Linked DNA regions of Sus scrofa: region 1 is linked to region 2. Evidence: chromatin contacts called from public Hi-C data. All regions are on one chromosome and are shown on one strand. Each heading gives the region's core, a stretch centred on a gene start, on an enhancer-like site or on the middle of the called end of the contact. The rest is flanking DNA. Distances are from core to core; before and after follow the strand shown.

Region 1 (2,700 bases), core at 73-2,572, 77 kb before region 2:
TAGCAGTGCGTTTGGATCTTTTGTTTCCAGTGTCTTACTACGGTCAATAATTGCTCTGTGGGGAGTTCCCTGTCATGGCGCAGCGGAAACTAATCCAACTAGAATCCAGGAGGACGCCTGTTAGATCCCTGGCCTCACTCAGTGGGGTAAAGGATCCGGCGTTGCTGTGACTGTGGTGTAGGCCGGCAGCTGTAGCTCCAATTTAACCCCTGGCCTGGGAACCTTCATATGTCGGGGGGGGGGGGCGGCCCAAAGAGCAGAAGAAAAAAAAAAAAGAATTTCAAAGTGTGATAACAGAACATTAAACCAAGCGTGGGTTCTGTACAGGTCGCACACCCATGAAGCTGGCCCTGGTGACCAGAGATAATAAGCTAGCTCTGATCTAGCGATCTAGAAACCAAGGGGTATCACCAGAAGGATAACCACACCCTCGCCTACCCAGGGAGAGTGAGCCCCAGGAGAGCCCAAATTAAAGCCCGCCTCCCTCATCCCTCCTGCCCTCAGGAGGCTCTGGGCAGCACTTTTAATTAAGCGTCCCGGCTGGGGGCACTGAGAGGCAGCTTGGACCCCGGGCCTAGGCGCCCAGCACGGTCAATCGACCCACAACCCCCCAGCCTGGGCGAGGATCCCTAGGTACACAAGTCTCGTCCTTGAACTCTGCCGAGTTACTCATAAACCCGGAGGAAGGGGTAGGAGGGGGTAGGAGGCGCCGCGCGTGCACACCCTGGTCCTGCGCAGAGGCGCCCCAAGGACAGAGGGTCTAAGGAAAGTCTTCGAATCCTCCCAGGGTTAGGGTTAGGGTTAGAATCAGAGGCGAACTGACCATAATGAAAGGTCAGTGAGGACCCGCGGATGCACTAGGGAGCGTCTACAAAGACTGCGAAGCCAGGGGTCATCTAAAAAGTTGCCTGAGTGACTAACGGAAGGTCTAGAAAGGGCGGTCCCCAAGAGAACAAGGCTTCCGGAAGCTACGCCCGGAAGGGAGGGTGTGAAGGCCTAGGTGCATCTGTGACGCGAACGCATTCCCAAAAGAGCCGCGCACCGCTTAGGACCGGACCGGCTGAAGCTGCAGCCTGAGAAAAAAAGCAGTGCTAGAGAGCGAAGTGGGGGCGGGGGAGGGGGTCGTGCCTAGGGGAGGAAAGAGAGGCCCCTTAGAGATCCTCTGAAAAGTGCGAAGCTAAATGTTGTTAAGGGACTGACAGCAAATTATTTCCCTTGTTAAGACACCTCTGGGCAGCGAATCACAAACTTCTTTTGTAAGCCCCGCCCCTCGCCCATGAGGTCTAGTTCCGTTGTTTCTGATTCAAGAAGCAGCCAGTTCCGCACTTAACGCCTCCCAACCAGAAGCGACCGCTCCTCCTGGATCGCGCGCTTTCCCCTCCCCTAGCACTCATCACACACTTTCTCCCGCCCATCTGTCAATCACCGCTCTCAGCTGTCCAGTGAGCGGGCCAAGGGGGCGGGGCCGTCAGGGGCGTCGCGTGACGTTGCAGTCCGCCGGCGGCAGAGCCTGGAGATGCGTGACGAAGGAAGCGCGTGACGAAGGAGCTGTTGGCCGACGCCGGAGGGCAGTCGGTGTAAACAAGGCCTTGCGCCGCTGCGGGTCCTGAGACCTCTCCTGGCTGGTGGGTGGTCTCTCGCAGGCCTACCCCCCTTAGCTTACACATCCCTGGCACACCACGTGGGCGTGAGGCGAGGAAGGAGGGGGTTAAGTGGAGTTTTAACTTCATTGGTTGTCGCTGCCGCCGGCTTTTGGGAGGGAGTGTGCTGATTGGCCGGTAAGGGGGGCGTCGGGGGGTCCTAAGGCTTCTGATTGGTTAGATGGGATAAGCTAATGAGGCGCTTTCTTCTGCGAGGGTTTTTGATTGGTCGGCCTGAGAGGTTACCTGGGAATCCACCCCACCCTCAGGGACTTTGATAGGTGAGTTTGAGGTAGAAAACTGAGAAATTCCTCTTCAAAGGATTCTTACTGGTGAGCTAAGGTCACGCCCTAGACTTCACTCTGTTTTTTTTTGCTTCACAGGATTGGGAAAGGTTTGTGTTCCCGAAGCTTTGGGAGTTGTTACAGGCCAAGGAGAAGGGTTCTCAGTCCCTAAGAAGTGTAGCCTTCCTAGTTATAGCTACCGCCGTACCTCAGGAGACCCTGGTATTTCTAGAGCAGGGTTTGCTTTCATCAAACCCAAGGAGGTGACAGGAGGAGTCCCTGCACAGGACTTAAGGATGCTGTGACCAGAAGATGGGATCACGGAACAGCAGCAGTGCAGGAACTGGGTCCGGAGACCCCTCCGAGGGCTTGCCCCGAAGAGGGGCTGGCCTGCGTCGGAGTGAGGAAGAGGAAGAGGAGGATGAAGATGTGGATCTGGCCCAGGTACTGGCCTATCTCCTACGCAGGTAACTTACCCTCTGGTGTGTCCCCACCAGGCGCCACCACAGTCCCTTGATCCCAGCTCCAATCAGGGAAGTTACAGATAATAGGAAGTGGGATTATCCCAGGACTACCTTTCTGTTTGAGCAGAACATCCCTCCCTGCTGGACACTCAGGGCACTCAGCTTCATACCCAGTAAGAGTGGGTTTTGCCTAGGGAGGGTCAGCTAGATGACTTGCTCTTATGTTTGAGGGAACTGTTCAGGGGAGTCTTTTTAGTTATGACTACACAAATGTAGATTATTTTTCACGTAAATAAGAAATGGGGGGGGCGG
Region 2 (2,700 bases), core at 73-2,572:
GAGGGCTAAGTTCTAGTCAATGTGGAGAGGCTGACCTGCGCGGAATTGAGCTGCATGTGGCATAGAATTCTCTTCTCCACATTCTCCCGAAAGCGGATCTCGTACAAAGACTCAGCCATTCGGTCCCCATCCAGCACTTCACCCAGGCTAAGGCTTTTGTGACGAATCTTCTCAGGACAGCATACTGGAAGCTGATAGTAGTGGTAAGTCTCCTGAGGGTTATGATAAGGTCCCACTTTGTTGACATACAGAATGACGGGGTCGCCGGCCTTGTAGTGTGTCACACCTTCCACCCCTGGCTCACGGCCTGTGCCCAGCAGCAGCAAGAGTGGCAACCACCGGCAGCTCCAACTTCGAAGGTGCCCTAGAACTGTCATCCTTAGGCAGCGGAACCTGTTTGGGGGAATCCTGCAGTTATCGGAACCAGGGTCAAACGACGCCCAATGGCTCCAATTCCTCCCCTTGGCCCTTCCGACCCTCCCTCAGGAGGCCACCTCCCCAACCGCCACACCACACCACGTCTCTAAACCGAACACTGGGCTCTGCCTCTGCTCCCTAGTCTTCTCAACCTGGGGTACCCCCTCTGCTAGCCCTTCTGCTCCGGACCTCCCCGCGCGCCCCAGCCCGTTTCCATGGCAACGCCACGCGGCCTCGCACCTTCCCGCCGCAGCCCCAGGGTGCTCTCCGCGCGGGAAGGGCTGGCCGAGGCGCCGCCAGCGGCCTCTGCCGCCCCGCAGCAGCCCTTGCGCTCTTGCCGGGGTCTCCCCCAGAGCGGCGCGCTAGCGGGGGCCTGGAGAGGACCCGACGACTGACCTCCACGGGGCTGGCCGCTGCAGTGCCTGATCGCAGCGGCTGCGATCACACCGCGAGACACCGCTCCCAGCTCACTTAAGGGTTCTGCAAGGAGCTTTCCACTGCCAGAGGCCGGGCCCGGCTCTGGAGCCCCCGCGAGGCTTGCCTAGCCTGTCGCTTGGCAGGGGGCCCTCCAGGCGATCGGAAGGGCAGCTCAGGACACGTCAGTCTTACCACTTCCGCCTTCACCCGCGGGGACCTCGGCCCCTTCCTGGAGCCAGCAGGGGGCCACGCCCCCCCCGCGGCCGTTGCTGTTCCAATCCTTCCCGCTTTCCCCGGGAGGGGGCTGCGGTTGAGAACTGGCTTTGGGGACACAGACGCCCCTTTTGGATAAGAGTCGCCGCCAAGCGGGCCGCCTGTTCCCGGCAAGGTTTGGGTTGGACGCCTGAGAACAGTTCCCGCAGCGCGCCCAGTGACTACCCAGGACACCGAGCCCGGGCGGCGGCTGCGCCCACACCTGGTGTACGTCCGAAGCATTTGCGGGCTCAACCAATGGGACTCGCCACCCACTGCTGAGGCCAAGCCCCGAGAGGCGGTTCAGGGCCCCCAGCCCGGGCGGGTGTGAGGCTTTGGGCGTCGCTATGCTAGGACAGCGAGGACACAGCCCATGAAAGGATCGCAGAGTCTGGATCTCACCTGACTATTGCTCTACCAACCGTCATGAGTGGCCTCTCGCCCCAAACCAAATATGTGATACATCTTCCGAAGACTGTACTGGAGCCATGATCTTTTAACGACCGTCCTGTGTCCAGCGATAGCTGAGCCTGGGCCAGGTCTGGTGTAGAAGCACGCAAAGAAATAGGATGTTTGCACTTTTACCCCGTGAGTTGGGCACCCTGACACTTAATGTAAATTGCAGGTAAAGAATCTCAACATGCTTTGATTTCTGTGTCTTTATTTTTATTTACCTGTGTGTATGTGTTTGAGCCTCGCTTAATTTTGTTTTTTGGGTTTGTTTGTTTTTGCTTTTTAGGGCCGCACCCGAGGCATATGGAGGTTCCCAGGCTATGGGTCTAATCGGAGCCTACACCACAGCCACAGCAACGCCAGATCCAGCAGTGTCTGCAACCTACACCACAGCTGACAGCAACGCCGGGTCCTTAACCCACTGAGCGAGGCCAGGGATGGAACCCGAAACCTCACACTTCCTAATCAGATTCGTTTCCGTTGCGCCAGGATGGGAACTCTGCCTTTCTTAATTTTGTATCGCAGATTACTCTGGAAAAGTTTACACTCATTTGTCAAGGGATCTGCCATTAGGCAAATTACCCTGGAGATCAAAACCCAGGACTGTGACTTCGTTTGGCCCCCTGGGAGCAACATGTCGGGAAGCTGACTTAGGGGTCCCTCTCCCTGAGTAAAGACAGCTACAAGTCTCGAGTTGCTTATGGCTTGAAAAGTCCTTCATTTACTCACTTCAGCCCTCCTCTCCACAGGAGGAGGTTCAGATCCTGGAAGTAGGAGACTAAGATTTTTGGACAAAGAATTTTGTAATTAGAAAAGTAAGCTAGAGTGGCTTTGGGATAGTCTTGTATATGACAATCATCTGGTCTCTAAACCTGGGCCTCTTTCACAATTAACCACACCGCCCCACCCCCACCCCACCGCTAAAATCAGTGCCACCAAGGTTCCTCTGCTTTTCTCTCAAATATCTTCGAAATTGCTCTCCATGCTGCCTAGGTTCTGGCCCCATGCCCTCACTTAAAATATGACAACCATCTTGCTAGCCTCTTAGTCACCTCTCCCCTTGGATCCATTTTCCACACTGCTGCTGTAAGGATTTTTTTTCTTTTTTAATCTTAAGGATGTCCTATTTCCTGCAGCAGTGATTCTTTTTTTTTTTTTTAA

What was found. A called contact is a pair of places that touch in the nucleus more often than the background predicts.
Region 1: a Hi-C map of liver shows a contact between it and region 2, with 2.6 times the contacts expected there. The contact joins the promoter of DCAF11 here to the promoter of TM9SF1 in region 2. A contact is called at or near these places in 2 of 5 promoter capture datasets (fetal liver and liver), 2 of 47 Hi-C or Micro-C datasets (heart right ventricle and liver) and 2 of 2 datasets of contacts at active chromatin or transcription factors (alveolar macrophages and skeletal muscle).

What each region holds. Positions count from the first base shown.
Region 1 is chr7:75,179,759-75,182,458 of Sscrofa11.1, reverse strand. It overlaps DCAF11 (DDB1- and CUL4-associated factor 11), which reads left to right and starts at 1,322. Exons shown (of 15, transcript XM_001928359.5): 1 at 1,322-1,921; 2 at 2,024-2,391. The coding sequence starts at 2,237.
Region 2 is chr7:75,102,593-75,105,292 of Sscrofa11.1, reverse strand. TM9SF1 (transmembrane 9 superfamily member 1) reads right to left here and starts at 1,322. Exons shown (of 6, transcript XM_013978190.2): 1 at 1,027-1,322; 2 at 36-393. The coding sequence starts at 377. It also overlaps a transcript of TSSK4 not described here.